Regions from separate parts of the Mus musculus genome. Here region 2 is linked to region 1. The links are chromatin contacts, called in public Hi-C maps. All regions are on one chromosome and are shown on one strand. Each heading gives the region's core, a stretch centred on a gene start, on an enhancer-like site or on the middle of the called end of the contact. The rest is flanking DNA. Distances are from core to core; before and after follow the strand shown.

Region 1 (4,319 bases), core at 64-2,563:
ATATATTATATACATATAAACTTAGGCTATATGGCAGACTAAAATGAACAAATAATAAAAAATAAACCCTAGTACTTTTTATGGAACAAAAGAAACAATTATGTGACCCCAAATATTATTGCTATTATTTATGATTTTTTTCCAATTCAAAATACTGCCTGTTCGGTTGGTGAAGTTATATGGTAGCCGAGGTCTACAGTCTCAGTCCTGAGAGGTGGGCACAAAACTAGAAGTGTGAGACTAGCCTGAGCTATATAAGACCCTTTCTCAAAAATATAAACAGTGGCTCTGGAAGACCCTTTCAAATTAAGCCAAACAAAGAAAACACTACCAAGAACTGGGAATGTAGCCTAGTGATATATTAACACACCTTGTTGGACGCGGGCGAGGTCCTTAGGTAGAACCCTAATTTGTGTGTACTGCACACTTTGTAGACCCTAAGGGCACAACGAAACAAAAAGTGTAGGCTGTACCCGAAGCACCATTTTATTTTTGTGTATGAAAAATTAAAGTATGAGTTGCTGACGGTTTTAATGAGTTAAGATTTTTTTTTTCTGTTACTCCACAGTGGCCTTTTGCGGTTTTATCTTTCTGAAAGCCGGCCTTACATGAAAGGTCAACTGCCAGTTTCAAAAGTCTGGAAGGGCCGGAGGTCTAATACTCTCTGTTTAAAAAACCAACTATTCCAAACCTTCCGAGGGGAAACAGTATGGAATGTCTGTATCCTTTCAGCTTTAATTCTTGTGTGTACTGTAATCATGAGCAAAGACATCTTGCAGAAGGTTTCGCAAGCTCCTATATAAAAAGTTGCTTAATGTTACAAGCCAATGATTCTTGGGAGGGATGGGTTTCTCTGCAGCGCTGGTCCCTTGTCTGGGCGGTGAAAAGGGTGGCCTGGTCCCGACCACTTTCCCAAGCAGGCGGGGAATCTAGGCGTCCGGAAATGGTCAGGGGCGGGCCGTAGGGCAGACAGGCATAGGGACTTTGGCCTCTAGAAACCTCTTGGCGTGGAAACTAACCGGGTTCTCTTGTGTTTCCCCAGAGCAACGCCTGACCGCAGGCAGAAGCGGCCCCATCCTCCCCCACCCCGACGCCTCCGGCGGCCGGCCTCCCGGCCTCCGGCGCGCCTGCGCACTAAGCTGACTGCGCGGGCGCCGCTTCCCGGCTCCGCATTCCTCCCCCTTCCGAGCTCCGCGCGCCTGCGCGCCGGCTGGGAGGCCCTCCGCGTCGGGGCGGGAGGACGCGCGCGCGCCCGCGGCCAGGGGGCGGTGGCCAGGCGGCGGGAGGCGGGCCGCGCGCGCCGGTGGGAAGCGTCCGGCAGCCACAGCGCCGGCTCCGTCGTAGTCGCGGCCGCCCGGGTCTCGCTCGCCCCTCCTCCCGCTCCCCCGCCCGCCGCCGCCCGCGCGCATGCGCCGCCGGAGCGCGAGGGTCGGCTTCGGGTGTTTGGTGGCGGCAGAGCGGAGCTGCGAGGCCCGAGAGTCAGAACCTGGGGGAGAGGGATGGTCTCTGCACCGGGGGGAGCCGGAGGAGCCGCCGCCGCTGCCGACGCCACCGCCGCAGCCGCCGCCGCCGCCGCCCCGGCGCCCGCCTCCCTGCGCTGACGGCCGCGTACGAAGCCGGCGAGGGGGAGCCAGCCACCGCGGTCGCCGGCACACCGCCCAGCATGGTCCGGGAAACCAGGCACCTCTGGGTGGGAAACTTACCGGAGAACGTGCGGGAAGAGAAGATCATCGAGCATTTCAAACGGTGAGTGACACGAGGCCCGGAGCCGCGCTGGCACCTCGGGCGCCTCTCCGGCCCGTTGCTGGCCACCGGCAGAGCGGCGACGCGCGGCTGGCTCCGGCGCTCTGGGCGGGCGGCTGCTGTGCGGCCACCGAAGGAGCGGGAGCGCTGGGGGGCTGCGGGATCGCCTTTTTGCGCGCCGCCTCGCAGTCCAGCGCGACTGGCCGGGGCCCCGAGCGCCCGCAGAGCCCGGGCTGTGCGGACGCCGCAGCCGCGCTTGGCATCGTGCGGCACCGGGAGGTGGCAGGCACCCGGAGCAGTGGCCGCTCTCCGGAGATTCGTGCAGCGGCGGATGCTTCAGCTCTCTGCGCGGCTGGGCGGAGCGGGCTGCCTGGCGCTCGGCGGCGGCTAAATGGGCTGCCCGTGTCCCGGAGCTCGCGGGGAAGGGAGCGCGAACGCCAAGCTTGGCGCTGCGGATGCATTCCCGCGCCGCGCTGGTGACCGAGCGTTTTTTTTTTTTGTTTTTGTTTGTTTGTTGTTTTTTTTTTTTTTACAATAGACCCTTCACCTCGAATTCGTTAGTGAAGTAGCCAAAAAGTGCAAAATTTTAGCGATTAGGTATGACTTTTCGGTTTCTCTAAATACTTTTTGCTTGTGGAAGGAAAAGAAGTAAATGCTGCTTTTCATACCCGTTGGTAGCATTTAGCGCTTATTTGCTCCCAGAAACGCGTGTCCGGGTAACTGGTAGAGGCCTCAGCATGCAACCCCACTTACAATGAGAATTTATTCATACTTTCCGCACATTGAGAAAGAACGTAGCAAATCTGCGATCGCCTGTGGAAATTCACTTCTCCTGATATCCAATACCCTGGAAGGTTCCAAGTTGGGCGTACTCTGAATTCCCACTATCCAGTCGGTGCAGGGAATATAATTAGGAGAAGGAACGTCCTCACATTAGAGTCAACCTGGGAAAATGGGTTGTGTCGCCCGGTCTAGAACCTCTTTGGTGAGGCCTGGGAAGCGTGAGCGCCTTCCTTTCTCTCTCTCTGATGGAGGGCCATTGATTCTGTTGGCCGTTGCTCTGACCGGGGGTATTAAATCTTCGCCTCCGGGGCGCGCGTGTGCGCGTGCCCGCGTGTGAAAAGGAGCTGGGTATAGTGAGGCCATTCATAACCTGCCGGGATGTCCTCCGCAGGCCTGGGGGAGGTGCGCGCTGCCTGGGACTCCGGGTGTTTACTACGTTGTGTCTGAGACACGGGAGAGGGGGAGGTCCGGAGATGGAGTGTTGGCCGGGGTGCCCGGGGATGAAAGGGGACTGCAGCAGCTGGAGCGCCAGCAGATGGGAACTTTCTCTGCCCGTGCTGCTCCACCCCTCGGCTCGGGTCTCTGCCCTCTAGTAGCAGGTCCTCAGCGTGGAGAAGATAGCACTCCGCTTTCTTAGGTTCTGGAGTGGAAACCCCTCTGCGCTGTACCTCCTTTAAATCGCCCAGTGGCTCTTCCATGGGTCTCTGCATGGGAAATTGATACGCACCCGACGTGCAAACACGTGCATCGCCTCATTCGCTCTGCTCCTGTGTTGGGTGGTCAGACTTGACATTTTACATCATGCAGATTTCAGAGGCACGGCTTGCCTCAGACCTGGAGTTTGACCCCCTGTGCAAGCCGAGGGAGAGGGAGAGCAGCGAGGGAGGAGGTTGGGCGCAGTCCTGGGAGGCTTGGAAGCGTGGTGCCGCGGTCCGGCTGGTGTGAATGACTCTCTAAGATGGCGGCCAGGACCCACTTTATGTGGGAATCTGCGGAGCCGCTCCGAATGCACGGCAGGGAGGGCGGGAGGAGGCTCGCAGGAGGGCTGCCCGGAGAGCCCGAGGAACGCGGCGCTAGACGAAGGCTCACCGGCACACTGCTGACCCCGCGTTTACAGCAGCGCTTTATCAGATGCTCTTGGTAAAAAGATTATTTGAAGCCTCTGCAGATGTGTGTCCCCAAAACTCCTGTATCGTAAAAGCGACAGTTCTCACTTTGAGACGAATGGATTTTATTTGGTTAGTACACCTTTAATGGGAGCAGAGCATGAGAAGGTAACAGAAAGTAATCTCCCCTTCACCCTTGACCCAGGAATTCCCAGTTCTCACCCCCCCCCCCAAACAGGTACTCACTGTTTCTGGTTTGTTGCTTATCTTTATGCCTACAAAAATGTTCTTGCCGGTTCAGTTGTGGAGCTAAGTATAGATCTCTTTCTCCATATAGTGGAATGTGTTTTGTTGTGATCGCCGCCAGGAAGGAAAAAGAGAATTTGAATCATTTAAACGAAAGGGATGGAAAGGCACTAAGATGACAAGGAAACTTAATGGCGTTCAGACTCTGCCCTGTAGACCTCAGAAACAGAAGAACTCCGAGATGCCTATGTTAAACCGAACCAGAGTGCCTTTTCCTACCCTTTTCCCTAGCTGATTACAACATTAACTAATAACTGTTCTACAGGATTAAGAGGTGTACACTGGGAATACATTACATAAAATGCTTCAAAGACGAATGTTCTTTTAACAGTGGTTAGGCTTTTGCAGTAGGTATTTGGATTAAAAGGACAACAACAACAA
Region 2 (3,784 bases), core at 666-3,165, 61 kb after region 1:
TGTACTGTGTACAGTGTAGTAATGCATACATACATACAGTCTAGCACAGTGAGGTAAAGGTAGGTAGCAGTGGGTCTCTTTAACTACGTGCCATTTATTTGTGATTGTTGAGGTTTTTGTATAACTGTGTCAGTGCTGGGCATGTGGTTACTGTCCCCTGTAATCCCAGCACCCCAGAGGCAGAAGCAGGGCATCTCTGTAACTTGGAAGCCAGCCTGGCCTACAGAGTGAGTTGCAGGCCCAGAGCTTAATGAAAACCTGGCATTTTACACTTGAATCTTATTAACGGCCAGCTTTGAAATCCTTGGTGCTTCATTTGGCTTAGGAGCCACTGCTAAACACCTGCGCGTGGCCAAGTGACTACGTAAGCACTAGAGGGGGCCAGAGCTGCCTGTGTAAGAGAATTTCACTGTGCACTGCGGGCTGGCCTGGAACTTGTACAGTTGAGCCAGGTCCCACGTGCGGTCCTCCTGCCTCTGTCCCTTGAGTCCTGGGGTTGCGGGGGTGGGAGTGCAAGTGAGAAGACAGAGGAGCTAACATAATCTTTCTGATGTTTGGCAGAGAGGAACGAAGAGGGTCCTATGAGTACAGTCAAGAACGGACATACTATGAAAATGTTCGCACTCCAGGCACCTACCCTGAGGACTCCAGGAGGGACTATCCGGCTCGGGGGAGAGAGTTTTACTCGGAGTGGGAGACGTACCAAGGAGAGTATTATGACTCCCGGTACTATGATGAGCCTCGCGAATACAGAGAATATAGGAGTGATCCCTATGAGCAGGATATTCGGGAGTACAGCTATAGGCAGCGAGAACGAGAGCGAGAACGGGAGAGATTCGAATCTGACCGGGACCACGAGAGGAGACCCATAGAGCGAAGCCAGAGTCCCGTGCACTTGCGTCGTCCACAGAGCCCTGGGGTGTCTCCTGCGCATTCGGAGAGATTGCCAAGTGACTCTGAGAGGAGGCTGTACCGCCGGTCCTCGGAGCGCAGCGGCAGCTGCAGCTCAGTGTCCCCCCCACGGTACGATAAGCTGGAGAAGGCTCGGCTGGAGCGCTACACAAAAAACGAAAAGGCGGACAAAGAGCGCACTTTCGATCCCGAGCGGGTCGAGAGGGAGAGACGAATAGTTCGCAAGGAGAAGGGAGAAAAGGACAAAGCTGAGAGGCAGAAGCGGAAAGGAAAGGCTCACTCCCCTAGTTCTCAGCCTTCGGAAACCGAGCAGGAAAATGACCGAGAGCAGAGCCCCGAGAAACCGCGGGGCTCCACCAAACTCAGCAGAGACAGGGCCGACAAGGAAGGGCCAGCCAAGAACCGCCTGGAGCTCGTGCCTTGCGTGGTTCTGACCCGAGTAAAGGAAAAGGAGGGCAAGGTCATCGAGCACCCACCCCCAGAAAAGCTCAAAGCCAGGCTCGGCCGTGACACTACCAAGGCATCGGCCCTGGACCAGAAACCCCAGGCCGCTCAGGGGGAGCCTGCCAAGTCGGACCCGGCCCGAGGGAAAGCGCTGAGGGAGAAGGTCCTCCCGAGCCACGCGGAGGTGGGGGAGAAGGAGGGCAGGACTAAGCTCCGGAAACACCTCAAGGCCGAGCAGACGCCCGAGCTCAGCGCTCTGGACCTGGAGAAGCTGGAAGCCAGGAAAAGGCGCTTTGCAGATTCTGGCTTGAAAATAGAAAAGCAAAAACCAGAAATCAAGAAAACCAGCCCCGAGACAGAGGATACTCGAATACTTTTAAAGAAGCAGCCTGACACATCAAGAGATGGTGTTTTGCTGAGGGAAGGAGAGTCTGAAAGAAAGCCTGTGAGAAAAGAAATCCTTAAAAGGGAATCAAAAAAAACTAAGCTGGAAAGACTTAATTCAGCTCTCAGCCCCAAAGACTGCCAGGATCCTGCTGCTGTCTCTGCAGGGTCTGGCTCTCGGCCCAGCTCAGACGTACACGCAGGACTGGGAGAACTAACACACGGATCTGTGGAGACTCAAGAAACCCAGCCCAAAAAAGCCATCCCCTCAAAACCTCAGCCCAAACAGCTGCAGCTCCTAGAGAATCAAGGGCCTGAGAAAGAGGAAGTGAGGAAAAACTATTGCCGGCCTCGTGAGGAACCAGCGGAACACAGAGCAGGCCAGGAGAAGCCCCACGGAGGGAATGCGGAAGAGAAACTTGGCATTGACATTGATCACACGCAGAGCTACCGGAAACAGATGGAGCAGAGCCGCCGGAAGCAGCGGATGGAGATGGAGATCGCCAAGGCTGAGAAGTTTGGCAGTCCGAAGAAAGATGTAGATGACTACGAAAGGCGCAGCCTTGTCCACGAGGTGGGCAAGCCCCCTCAGGATGTCACTGATGACTCCCCGCCCAGCAAGAAGCGAAGGACGGATCACGTGGATTTCGATATCTGTACCAAAAGAGAGAGAAACTACCGAAGTTCACGCCAGATCAGCGAGGACTCAGAAAGAACCAGCTGCTCTCCGAGTGTCCGCCACGGCTCCTTCCATGACGATGATGACCCCAGGGGCTCCCCTAGGCTAGTGTCAGTAAAAGGGTCCCCTAAAGGGGATGAGAAAGGCCTCCCCTATCCTAACGCAGCAGTGAGAGACGATCCATTAAAATGCAATCCTTACGATTCTGGCAAGAGAGAACAGACAGCAGACACGGCCAAAATCAAACTGTCTGTCTTGAATTCTGAAGGGGAACCAAGCCGGTGGGACCCTCCGATGAAACAGGACCCCAGCCGGTTTGATGTCAGTTTCCCAAACAGTGTAATTAAGAGAGACAGTCTACGAAAGAGGTCTGTGCGCGATCTGGAACCTGGTGAGGTGCCCTCTGATTCTGATGAGGACGCCGAGCACAGGTCCCAGTCCCCCAGAGCTTCCAGCTTCTATGACAGCCCTCGGCTGTCTTTTTTATTGAGGGACAGAGACCAAAAACTACGTGAGCGAGATGAAAGACTCGCTAGCTCTTTAGAAAGGAATAAATTTTACTCTTTTGCACTGGATAAGACAATCACACCAGACACTAAAGCTTTGCTTGAAAGAGCCAAATCCCTCTCATCATCCCGTGAAGAAAATTGGTCTTTCCTTGACTGGGACTCGCGGTTTGCTAATTTTCGAAACAACAAAGATAAAGAAAAGGTTGACTCGGCCCCCAGGCCTATTCCGTCCTGGTACATGAAGAAGAAGAAAATCAGGACGGACTCGGAGGGGAAACTGGCTGATAAAAAGGACGAGCGCAGGGAGGAGGAGCAGGAGAGGCAGGAGTTGTTCGCCTCTCGGTTCTTACACAGCTCCATCTTTGAGCAAGACTCCAAGAGGCTGCAGCACCTTGAGAGGAAGAGCGAGGAGCCCGACCTCCCCCCCGGGGGGCTGTACGGCAGGCAGGCGTCTGAGGGTGCAAACAGCACGAGTGATTCGGTGCAGGAGCCAGTGGTCCTGTTCCACAGCAGATTCATGGAGCTGACGCGGATGCAGCAGAAGGAGAAGGAGAAGGACCAGAAGCCCAAAGAGGCTGAGAAGCAGGAAGAGCCGGAGACTCATCCCAAGACTCCAGAGCCTGCTGCAGAGACTAAAGAGCCGGAGCCGAAAGCCCCTGTTTCAGCTGGGCTTCCTGCCGTCACCGTCACCGTCGTGACACCAGAGCCAGCATCCTCCGCCCCTGAGAAGGCTGAGGAGGCAGCGGAGGCTCCTTCACCAGCAGGAGAGAAGCCTGCAGAGCCCGCTCCTGTCTCGGAAGAAACAAAGCTTGTGTCTGAGCCTGCGTCTGTACCCGTGGAGCAGCCCAGGCAGTCA

The links. A called contact is a pair of places that touch in the nucleus more often than the background predicts.
Region 2: a contact with region 1 is called in a Hi-C map of forebrain, with 3 times the contacts expected there. The contact joins the enhancer-like site here to the promoter of Spen in region 1. A contact is called at or near these places in 8 of 39 promoter capture datasets (3T3-L1-derived adipocytes, the C10 cell line, the HPC-7 cell line and 5 more), 17 of 484 Hi-C or Micro-C datasets (the HPC-7 cell line, bone marrow-derived macrophages, brain and 11 more), 17 of 115 datasets of contacts at active chromatin or transcription factors (the HPC-7 cell line, VIP interneurons, bone marrow-derived macrophages and 8 more) and 4 of 9 other capture datasets (adipose tissue, bone marrow-derived macrophages, liver and 1 more).

Annotation. Positions count from the first base shown.
Region 1 is chr4:141,535,591-141,539,909 of GRCm38.p6, reverse strand. Spen (spen family transcription repressor) reads left to right here and starts at 1,313. Exons shown (of 16, transcript NM_019763.2): 1 at 1,313-1,746. The coding sequence starts at 1,664. Gm4123 (predicted gene 4123) reads right to left here. Exons shown (of 2, transcript NR_166589.1): 1 at 3,879-4,319; 2 at 2,493-3,713.
Region 2 is chr4:141,476,167-141,479,950 of GRCm38.p6, reverse strand. Spen (spen family transcription repressor) reads left to right here. Exons shown (of 16, transcript NM_019763.2): 12 at 562-3,784. Among named protein-coding and RNA genes, the nearest start is that of Gm42337, 29 kb to the right of the region's middle. Within about 2 kb of position 1,915, at least 120 of the 459 cell types and tissues checked have an H3K27ac peak or open chromatin away from gene starts, as enhancers often do. A contact at or near this core is called in adipose tissue, bone marrow-derived macrophages, cerebellar granule neurons and 6 more, where this site is marked.